Linked DNA regions of Canis lupus: region 1 is linked to region 2. The links are chromatin contacts, called in public Hi-C maps. All regions are on one chromosome and are shown on one strand. The core of a region is the stretch at or near the end of the contact, and the rest is flanking DNA. Distances in the headings are between cores, read along the strand shown.

Region 1 (4,939 bases), core at 1,281-3,780, 150 kb before region 2:
CTGCCAATACTAATTGAAAGAGTACTCACTTTATGTCTGGTTTGCATGACTGAAAGAAAGAGGATCCATCCCTGGCCTAGTAAATACTTTCAATGGTATGAAGAAATGTCTAAATAGGCTAAAAGAGGTTAAATTCCACTGAAGCTTTCCAAGTATGTGCAGATAGCAGTTACAGAATGTCTTGGTCTTGATGGGCAACCTTCTCCTCAGCAGGCAAGATTTCACCTTGGCCTGCTAAAAATCCTGCTCGCTTACATTTCAAGGCTCCATAAGCCAATGCTTTTCACTGAGAAATTTTAAGGCTTACTGTAGCCTAAGATGATTCTTTCTGGACACTAGTTCTACCAACAACCTTCTTGAGGAACTGCAGTTTGAGCATTAAACCCTAGCTCCTTTCTAACTTCCCAGCAACCCTTGCCTGTGTTTGGCTGGCTCTAGTAATGCCTAAAATCACTGACAGCTCCTCCATCATGACATGCAATCGCATGTCTTTGGGCCTCTGCTCTGTTCTTCCTTCCACCTGGAATTTGCTTCTCTCTTCCTCCTTACCTTTTGCTTGTTTCCTAGGTCATTTATTGTATCAGATTCAGTTTAGGAGTGATCTTCTTTAGAAATCCTTCTGGAACTTCTGTGGCTTGTAAGCTCCCTCTATGGTAACAATTACATTATAGTCAACATCAAATTCATACAGTAGGTGTTCACAATCTGCTTGTTAAGTATTTCAAGTTATGCATACCCTTGCTTATTTGGGGTGGGACCAAAGAGCTAATTAAAAAAAATGCATATGTGTGATAAAGTACACATAAAACTGACCATCTTAGCCATTTTGAAGTGCACAGTTCAGTGATATTAAGCACATTCAAAATGTGTAAACATCTCCACCACCCACCCTCCTAAGTCTTTTCATCTGTAGATCTGAAACTCCATACCCTCTAAACAGTAACTCCCCATTCCCCCTGCTCCACCCTCTGGTAACCACTATCTTATCTAATAATCTACTGGAAAATCCCTGGTAAACTGCTGTCTCTGATTTTAATTACTCTAAGTACCCCACATAAATGGAATTCTACAATATCTTTATCTTTTTGTGACTAGTTTATGTCACTTACCACATGTCCTCAAGGTTCATCCATGTTGCAACACCCTGTAGAATTTCCTTTTTTGAGGCTGAATGATATTCTTAAGTATGTATATGCCACATTTTGCTCATCCATTTATCTACTGACGGACATTTGGGTTGCTTCCAAGTTTTAGCTATATCGAATAACACAGCCTTGAGAATAGGTGTATCAACATCTCTTCAAGATCTTGCTTTCAGTTCTTCTGGGTACATACCTAGAATTGGAATTATTGCATGATATGGCAATTGTCTTTTAATTTTTCACTTTCGTAGTGGTTGTACCATTTCACATTCCCACCAACAGCGCACACGGGCTCCAGTTCCAAGGAGCTGACTCTTAAACATGTCTTTTAAACGTCCACTTAAATCTGAGCGGTCAGAGACCCGAAAGGGCCAATTGATTACAGGGTCCCTCGCTTGTTGGGTACCTACCTTGAGCCAGATACTTGAACGTTTCACATTAACTCTAAAATTCCTATCATTTTAATCCTTACAAAAACCTTTTCAGAGAAGTATTATCACCTCCTCCATTTTATGAGGCTCGAGAGGACTCATCCAAGGTCACACATCTAAGAAAGTGGACCAACCAACACTTGCACCCAGGTCTGACTCCAACCGAGGACCCTGTTATATTCCACGACACCAAAAGGCTATCGGGGCGGGAACTGATCCCACGGGATCCCTGATGCCGTGGTTTCTGAGGGACTTTTCCGGGAAAGCACCCCTCGTAAGATAAGGAGAACCCTTTTGGATTAGGCTCGCAGCTAAGCAGCTGCATTTTCCTTACCTAGGTTTTTATAGGGTTTTGTGAGGGAGTAAAATTGAAAAATGTGTGGCCTCCACGAGGCGGGGAGGCTGGGCGCGGGGTACAGGTTTCCGGGGTCTTTCGGCGTCGTTCTCTCTCCGCCTGAGGTGTTTTCGCCTCCGCCTGTACCGGGGAGAGGCGGGAAAGCGTGTGTGTGTGAGTGTGGGAGGGCAGCATGGGTGGGGGAGAAAGGTTCTCCGGCCAGGCGCAGGGGAAGCGACTCTGCCGCCTGGCGCAGTTGCCAGGGCAGCGCGGCCCGAGCAGCAACGGCAGAAGCCGCACCGCGTCCCGGCGGCGGCTGCGAGCCCCGAGTGACGCATTGCAGGTACGAACCAGCCAATCAGAGGCCGACTCAACGATCCTCGGCCGCGAGCCGCCACCATGATGCTCCTCCGCGCCGCAAAGTAGCGCCCCGCGGGCGCGACTCCACCGGCCGGTACCCGGGCTCGCTGAGCAGTGAAACCCACTTACGTCATCCGCTCGCCCACTTCCCTTTCTCTTTTGCTTCGTCGAGTCCGTAACAGTGGAGACAGGAGTCCGAGCCGAGCTGGAGAGGAGGGGGCTTAGCCGGGACTCGTTTGCGCTGTTCCGTTATCTGGCGTGCGGCGGAGGGATCTGGCGGAGGGAGGTGTTTATGAGGCGCTGGGGGCGGAGGAGGAGAATTAGTCCGAGCGGGGCGAGCGAGCTGACTGGTTGTGTGGCCGCTTCTCGGAGACCGGTAGCGCTTGCAGCATGGTGAGTGCGCCGCTGAGCTGCCGGCGCTCGGCCTGAGGGGGGACGAGGCTGAAGGAAACTTGTCTGGGGGGGTACGTTGCTCCCCCCACCCCCTTCCGGAGTGGTCTTCGCCGGAAGGTTGGCGCGAAAGAGCCTGGGGGCGCCGCGGCGGCTGCGTCGCAGGTGCTCCCCATCGCCGTCCTCCTCCGGGAGGAGCGCTCTAGCGCTGTGGGGGCCGGGAGCGTTGCCCGCGAGGCGGCGGAGCTCCTCAGGGGCTCGGCGGGGTGAGGCGGAGGGCGGTTCCGGGCGGGGGGCGGCCCAGCACATGGTGCAGACGAGAGAGTGGAAGGGCGCGGGGAGCGGGCGGGCAGGCGCCTCGGGTCGGGCATCTCGGAAGGTCAGTGCCGGGGCCGGATTCAAAAGCCCAACGGACGGTTAGTGCTGGCGCCAGGAAGCGCCTTTGTCCGCTCGCGGCCGCCATGCGCCGAGGGGGCGGGAGGGAGCGCGAGGCCCGGGGCGAGCGCCAGCGCCGCCGTTAGCCCGCATCCCCCGCGTGCCGGGCGGGGGGCGGGGGGCGCGCGGGCGGGCGCGGCGCGCTGTGTGGGCCGAGCCCGCGCGGCGCGGGGAGCGGCCGGGGGGGGGGGGGGCGGGGCGGCGTGGCCGGGGCCGCCGCCCGCTCGGCTCGCGCCCCAGCTGCTGCGCTGGCACCTGCAGGGCTGCGGAGGGCGCGGCGGGGCCGGCCGGTTGGGGATGGGTGGGGGGGGAGGGCGGCCTGGCAGGTTCCCATCCCCCTTCCCCCCCCTCCCCCGCTCCGGGTGGCGAGAAGGAAGCTCGGTTGATCCTGAATCTTCCCCACTCCATCTGGGGCCTTTTCCTGCTCCCCGGGCTGGACATTGAACAACAAATTTATCTTAAGTGGCTCCGTCGTTGGTTGAAGGGAATGAGCTTTTTATACCTGAAGTCTGGCGCATCCTCTGCGCGTCTCGTTACAGCCCTCTGCTCCGGCTTGGGTCTGAAAGGCTCTCTAGTCGCTCACCGAAGGCAGGCTTCGGCGCGACTGGCTTTTATCCTCCCGTAAGCAGCGTCTGTATTCTATGGAGGACCCACGTGCACTCCTGATGTTAACCACAGCCTTGCCCCCGCTCCAGCTCCAGCTCCAGCTCCGTGGAAAAGGAGTCGTATTTCCGTATAGAAAATGCTAGACCACGGTTACATGCCGTCCAATGCATTTGCACAGTAGTGGCTGTCAAATACTGTAGTGAAGGAAGGGTGTACCGGGGGCAGGGGGAGCAGGGGATTTTTCAAAAGCATTTTCCTGTCATCAGTTGAGACCGGAACTCCTGGTTTTTTTTTCCTGCTTAAAAAAAAAAAAATCTAATGAGGGCGGTAATTTGCAATACCTATTTTGTGTTTCCGTCTGCCAAGTGGTTACAGCGATGGGTGTGTCTAGAAGGCAAGGTGACATCTTAAACAGGAGTTGGGAGTCCTTGCCAACTGAAACCTCCAGCTTGTATGGGTGTGGGGAGAGGAGTTCACCTTGGTTAAAACTAGTGTTCATTCAAGTTTGATGCATTCATTCTATTTTGATTTTTTAAATTATTTTTTCCTGACTTCAAACATACTGGTTGGATTTACTTTCAGATTACATTATAAGCATGGAATCAAGGTTCTAAATTGTGCAATAAGTTTTTAAAAATGTTTTTAAATGAACGGTAAAATTTTTACCTAATCAGTCTCATACTTGAATCAGGAACTCGAATAGATTTTCTGGGTGATGTATACAGTTTTTAATCTTGCTTTCATGGTCCTTGCCAGTGATAAGCTTTTCTAGTTACTGTTTACATCATTGGTGCTTTGGGGGTTTTGAGTTAGTTAGATTGACAGTCATTATTAAGTAAAATTAATTTGGAAGTTGTCTTAAAGCAACATAATAATTATAAGACCTGGAGAAGATTTAAAATTAGGGCTCTTATCAAGTTTAAAGAATAAGAATTTGTCTTGGGTTTACATGTAGTTGATATTGAAAGGGCTGGGGATTGCTTCAAGAAGACTTTGGGGCCTGCCTAATAAGTAGAAGACAGGAAGAGGTAGAAAGTTTTGTGCTTGTCTAAATAATGTTTATTGTGTCAAATTGTAAGGAGATCAGTTGGTGTTACACTCAAGTATGGCCCTGTTAAATACATAGAAAGTTCTAGATTTAGGTACAGCAATCGAATTAGGCCTTTAGTAAAGGTCCTAATTTCTCTGAAGTAATTTGTCTTCATGGTTTTTCTTGGTGTAAGATGCTATGTAGTAAGTGC
Region 2 (4,972 bases), core at 1,628-4,127:
CATTCCCAGGCCACCTCTGGGCTGGACGTGGCCACAGGAAATGGATGGAGGGGCTGGGCTGTTGCCACATGTCCCAGGGACTGCTGCTCCCACTCAAGTTTTCGAATGTTTGGGCTGTTTGCTTGGAAAGAAATGACTCAGTTTCCATTGCTCTTTATTTGGGAGGCCCGGCGGGGCGGGGGGGTGCAGGGGGAGAAGAGTCAGCATCCTGTCTTTCAGGGCTATGATTTGCACTTTAGGAAAAGAGGACGAAGGGTGGAGAGCAGAGCGACAGGAATGGAACAGTAACTGGAATTACTTGGGCTGTCCTGGAGGGATGAGCGTTGGTTACTGCTCTGTCCACTGCTGGCCGCACCACCACCATCCCACCACACACACACACACACACAGCCAGAGTGTGCGGAACACGGACAAGGAGGAAGAGGCCTGCTCAGGGACGGGTGGGACCAGCTTCAGGAAGAGGAGCCACCCACTGAGAATGGTGACTCAGTATCCCAGAGAGAGTCCTGAGTCAGCAAAGCGAGGATCAGCCCAACCACCACCAGGCCCTGCTTTCTCCCACACCCCTCCAAGCTGGAAGCTACATGGGTTTTGAGGCTACTCAGATCTGAAGCCAGAATCCCAGTGGGTGAGGTTGGGCAAGTTACTCAACCTTGCTGAGGCTCTGCCCCCTGTCGAGTGACCTGGGGTCACCTGACTCCCTTCACAGGACACTGTACGCTGAGCACATGGTCCAGCCCAGCACACAGCAGGTGCTGGATCACCGCCGGCACTCTCCCGCCTTCCCTCCTGGCTGTCCTTGATGGTCACCTGAACCCAGTCACAAGTGCAGCAAGTGCGGTGTGGGCAAGGGGAACGGGCAGCCCTGAGGGGACTGCAGCAGAGAGGGGGTTCATTGCAACACTCCCTGTGCTCTGAACTCAGTACTCAAGGTGCTTTTCAGTCCTGCCTCTCCTTGGACCCTCACCCATCTAGATGCAGGACAAACAGAAGCCCCCGGTTGGAGGAAGGAAGTGGAGCTGGGGGGAAAGGGGGTGGAAGAGGAACTCGCCTGGGGTTGCTAGGTAGCCTCCCACTCCTGGGCCCCACTTTGGCGACTTCCAGATGGCCAGGGTACCCCACCTCCAACTCTTCAAACCGGAAGCTGAGGCCACATCTACCAAGCTGAGCACACTCAAAGCACACATGCGTGCGAGGCGGGAGCACCTGGGGGCAGCGGCAGGGTCTCATTACTCCTGCTGCAGGCAGGGGAGCCCAACGGGAAGGAGCACCAGCTGGGTCCTGCATTCATCATCCTGGCTCTGCCCAGGGCAGGTCATTTATGTTCTCTGTGCCTCCACCGCCCCCCACATAATGGGGATGCAACAACAGCCCTACCACAGGGCTGCCAGGAGGACCAAATACACATGAAGCAAAGCACTTAGCAAGTACCTCACACAGACTCGGCACGTATGCAGACAAACACAAGAATGAAGGGGACACTGGAATCACAAAGAGGTGCAGACGAGCACCTCCACCCTTTGTGCCTACAGGAGGCCTTGGGAGGGAGGGCCTCTTAAACACAGCAGGCGTCAGCACACTTTTCTATAAAGGGTCAGAGAGTAAATATTTTAGGATTTGCTATTTACTCCACTCCGGGTGAGAGACAATAGGTAAACAGTAGGTATGGCTATGTTCCAATAAAACTTTATTTGCAAAAACAGGCAGCAGCAGACCCATACTGCGAAGGTTCAGCTGAGGGGCCATCTCTCCACACCCCTCATTCATCCTGCAGACCGAAGGGGGTCCCAGGGGTGGGGGCAGAGCCAGGGCAGGGGCTGCCTGCAGCTAGGGAGAAGTGGCCAGGTGGCAGCTGCCTGGGCAGCAAAAACAGGAACTGGCCCACCGGGCCACTGTGTCTACGAAACTGAAGCTCAGCAACCATAAAAGGAAAGAAAAGCCCAGATGGTAGAGGTAGAACAGAGGCAGCATGCTTCCCAGGGTCCCTGTGATGTCCTTCAGCCCGTACCCTGCCAGCCACAGGGTGGTCTGAGGAGCCCAGGGTCTGGGCTAGCTCCATCCTTGGGGGCCAAGCCGCCTTGGCTCTCTGGGCCTCCCGGTCTGCATGTCCCAAATGGCGACACACCGCCTCCCTGGCCTGGCACTAGGAAAATTTAAAGAACAGAAACAAAAGGTATGAAGTTCAGGCTTGGGCCATCAGCCTACCCAGCTGGGGCCTGCCACAAAAATAATACAAATAAATGATAATAATAATACCTCTGGTTTTCTAAGCAGCTGGGATGGGTCAAGAGCTCTGGCAGGTATTCTCACCTGAGAGCAGAGTGACAGCCTGCCTCCTGGTGGGAACCCTTCCACCCTGTTTTTACCATTCAGAAGACAGGGACTTGAGCAGTATCCCCTTGTCTAATACTGAGGGTACAGTGGAGAGAGAGGAGGAGAATGCAGGCCTCCTGGAGGCCAGGGGTCCACAACTGCCCTCCTCCCCAGGTGTGTGCCTCTGCACAGCTCAGCCTGACAAGATGGGAACACACCAGCCCCCACCGATCCTCTCAAGAGCGCACACACGTACACACACCCAGATCAGAGAGGCCAGACTTAACGCGACCAGCATCAGGAGCACCCACAACCCAGAAAGAAACATCCAGGGCCCACTCAGCTGCAAGCGACCTACCCCTTCTTCAGGTTTGTCACATAAGCACTCTGGAGGGCAGCTTCCAGGAAGTAGGTGAGCTCGTAGTCAACCGGGTGAGAGCCTTTCAGATGCCGTGATGTGGTGTTATTTGTGATCTGGGAAGGGGAACACAGAGAGAGCCATGTCTCAGAACTCTGAGTCAGAGGGGTTGGGGCGAGAGTCAGCCCTGGCGGATACAGCAGCCCCATCACTAGCCCACATCCCGAGCCGCCGCAGAGTAGTACGTGGTGCCATTCTCAGACTGAACCCCACCTCACTTGCTTTTGTTTTAAAGACGGCTAAATCATGCGCTTCTCATTCAAATGCTGGATGCCCACGATGGCATGCAAAGCTGATTTTGTCTGCATTTCACAGATGTGGAAACTGAGGCTCAGAATGTGCCTAAGGTCACAAAGCTGACATGCACCTAGGTCTCAAAATTCAGTCTGGCCAGTTACAGGCTCAGGCTGTTTCTACTACTTCTTGGTTCACTCATTCAAAAAACACTCAAGTGCCTACGATATACCAGGTACTGTCCCTGTCATATAACCATGGAATGTCAGGACAGCCCAACAGCTAAGACCTCAGATTCTAGGAAAACCTGAGGAACAATTGTGTTATTAACAGAGGTGGCCTCAAGCCTCAGCTCTAAGGGGATCATCCAGCCCCACCGAGACAGGCCTGCCTTTCCTATGCCACCTCCCTTCCCTCACCCAAGAAACACATCAATGAGCCGTCCACCTTATCTTTCAGAAATTGAAGTAGATTTAAGAAAGGTTCTTAGTTCCTTGGAGCTTGGGGCTGGGTCTTAGGAGGGACACACAACATTTCTGAGCATGCACAGTGTTCTGTGGCCTGCCCTTCCCTGACCCGAGATAACCAGCTCCTGGGGCCCATTTGTCCCCCCAACTGCCACAGGGCACTGATTCCAGTCCTGCCCACCATTACAGCCCCTCACCGCAACCCCCTTTAAAAGTCGAAAGCCTAGGGGATCCCTGGGTGGCTCAGCAGTTTAGTGCCTGCCTTCGGTCCAGGGTGTGATCCTGGGGTCCAGGGATCGAGTCCCACATCGGGCTCCCTGCATGGAGCCTGCTTCTCCCTCTGCCTGTGTCTCTGCCTCTCTCTCTGTCTGTGTCTCTCATGAATAAATAAATAAAATATTTAAAAAAAAAGAAAAAGTCGAAAGCCTAGGCTTCTGGCTGAATGGGAGACTATCTTTCTCATGAAAGTTTCTCCAAACCACATGCAATTCCAATTGAATTGAAGAGCTCCAAAAATACTGCTGTCTAGCAGTGATCCACGTGACCTCAGCAGAGGTCACCTCAACCACGCCAAGTCTCTGAGTAGGTCTCTGCCAGGGAATGCACTCGAGTCCTGTTTTTGCTAAGTCTCTCAATCACCTCTCCTTTCCTCCTGAAATCTAAATCAAGCAGGAGGACTCTTGGGTAGTGACACTCACCAGGGATGTGATTTTACCCTCCAGGGACATTTGACACATCCGGAGACAGTTTTGGTTGTCACAACATTTTGGTTGAGAGGCAGGGAGCTGTCTGAAGAAGCCAGGGATGCTGCTGAACATTTTATTTTATTTTATTTTATTTTATTTTATTTTATTTTATTTTATTTTTTTTAATTTTTTTTTTTAAATTTTTATTTATTTATGATAGTCACAGAGGGAGAAAGAGAGAGAGGCAGAGACACAGGCAGAGGGAGAAGCAGGCTCCATGCACCGGAAGCCCGATGTGGGATTCGATCCCAGGTCTCCAGGATCGCGCCCTGGGCCAAAGGCAGGCGCCAAACCGCTGCGCCACCCAGGGATCCCCCTGCTGAACATTTTATAATACACAGGGCACCCCACACAGCAAAGAATGGTCTGACCCCAGTGTCCGTGCTGAGGCTAAGAAACCTCCCTCTGGGAGAACTGGCCTGGCCTGAGGATGACTCCTCTAGCAAGGCTGTCACAAGACAGGTGCTGGGGTGATCAGAGCCACATTCCCAGGGTTCCAATCCTGCCAACACTTGGACAGTGTCTGAACTCCAGGAAGCCACTGAACGCCTCCCCAAACCTGAGTTTCTCACTTAGGAAATAGGAGCAACGGGACCTATCTCAAGCCAGTGGGTGTGTGGGTTAAATTCGAGAATGACTGTCAAGTACTCAGAGTACTGCCTGACACAAAAGCAGGAACTCAGTAACCATGAGCAGTATCTTTGCTAAATATAGCTGTCTATCCTTCCCCCCCATCACGTCGGGAGCTCCCCAGATGGGAAGAATCGGGGTAACATCACGGGATACTGCTAACA

What was found. Hi-C and Micro-C count contacts between places; a contact is called where the count stands out from the background.
Region 1: a Hi-C map of blood shows a contact between it and region 2, with 4 times the contacts expected there. The contact joins the promoter of CALM2 here to the enhancer-like site in region 2. A contact is called at or near these places in 3 of 9 Hi-C or Micro-C datasets (amygdala, blood and skin fibroblasts).

Annotation. Positions count from the first base shown.
Region 1 is chr10:50,363,743-50,368,681 of UU_Cfam_GSD_1.0, reverse strand. It overlaps CALM2 (calmodulin-2), which reads left to right and starts at 2,530. Exons shown (of 6, transcript XM_038551229.1): 1 at 2,530-2,660. The coding sequence starts at 2,658. It overlaps LOC102155086 (a long non-coding RNA gene), which reads right to left and starts at 2,229. Exons shown (of 8, transcript XR_005365900.1): 1 at 1,908-2,229; 2 at 1,110-1,335; 3 at 550-648.
Region 2 is chr10:50,212,591-50,217,562 of UU_Cfam_GSD_1.0, reverse strand. It overlaps TTC7A (tetratricopeptide repeat protein 7A), which reads right to left. Exons shown (of 21, transcript XM_038551218.1): 5 at 2,672-2,787. Among named protein-coding and RNA genes, the nearest start is that of TTC7A, 61 kb to the right of the region's middle. Within about 2 kb of position 2,877, at least 2 of the 20 cell types and tissues checked have an H3K27ac peak or open chromatin away from gene starts, as enhancers often do. A contact at or near this core is called in blood, where this site is marked.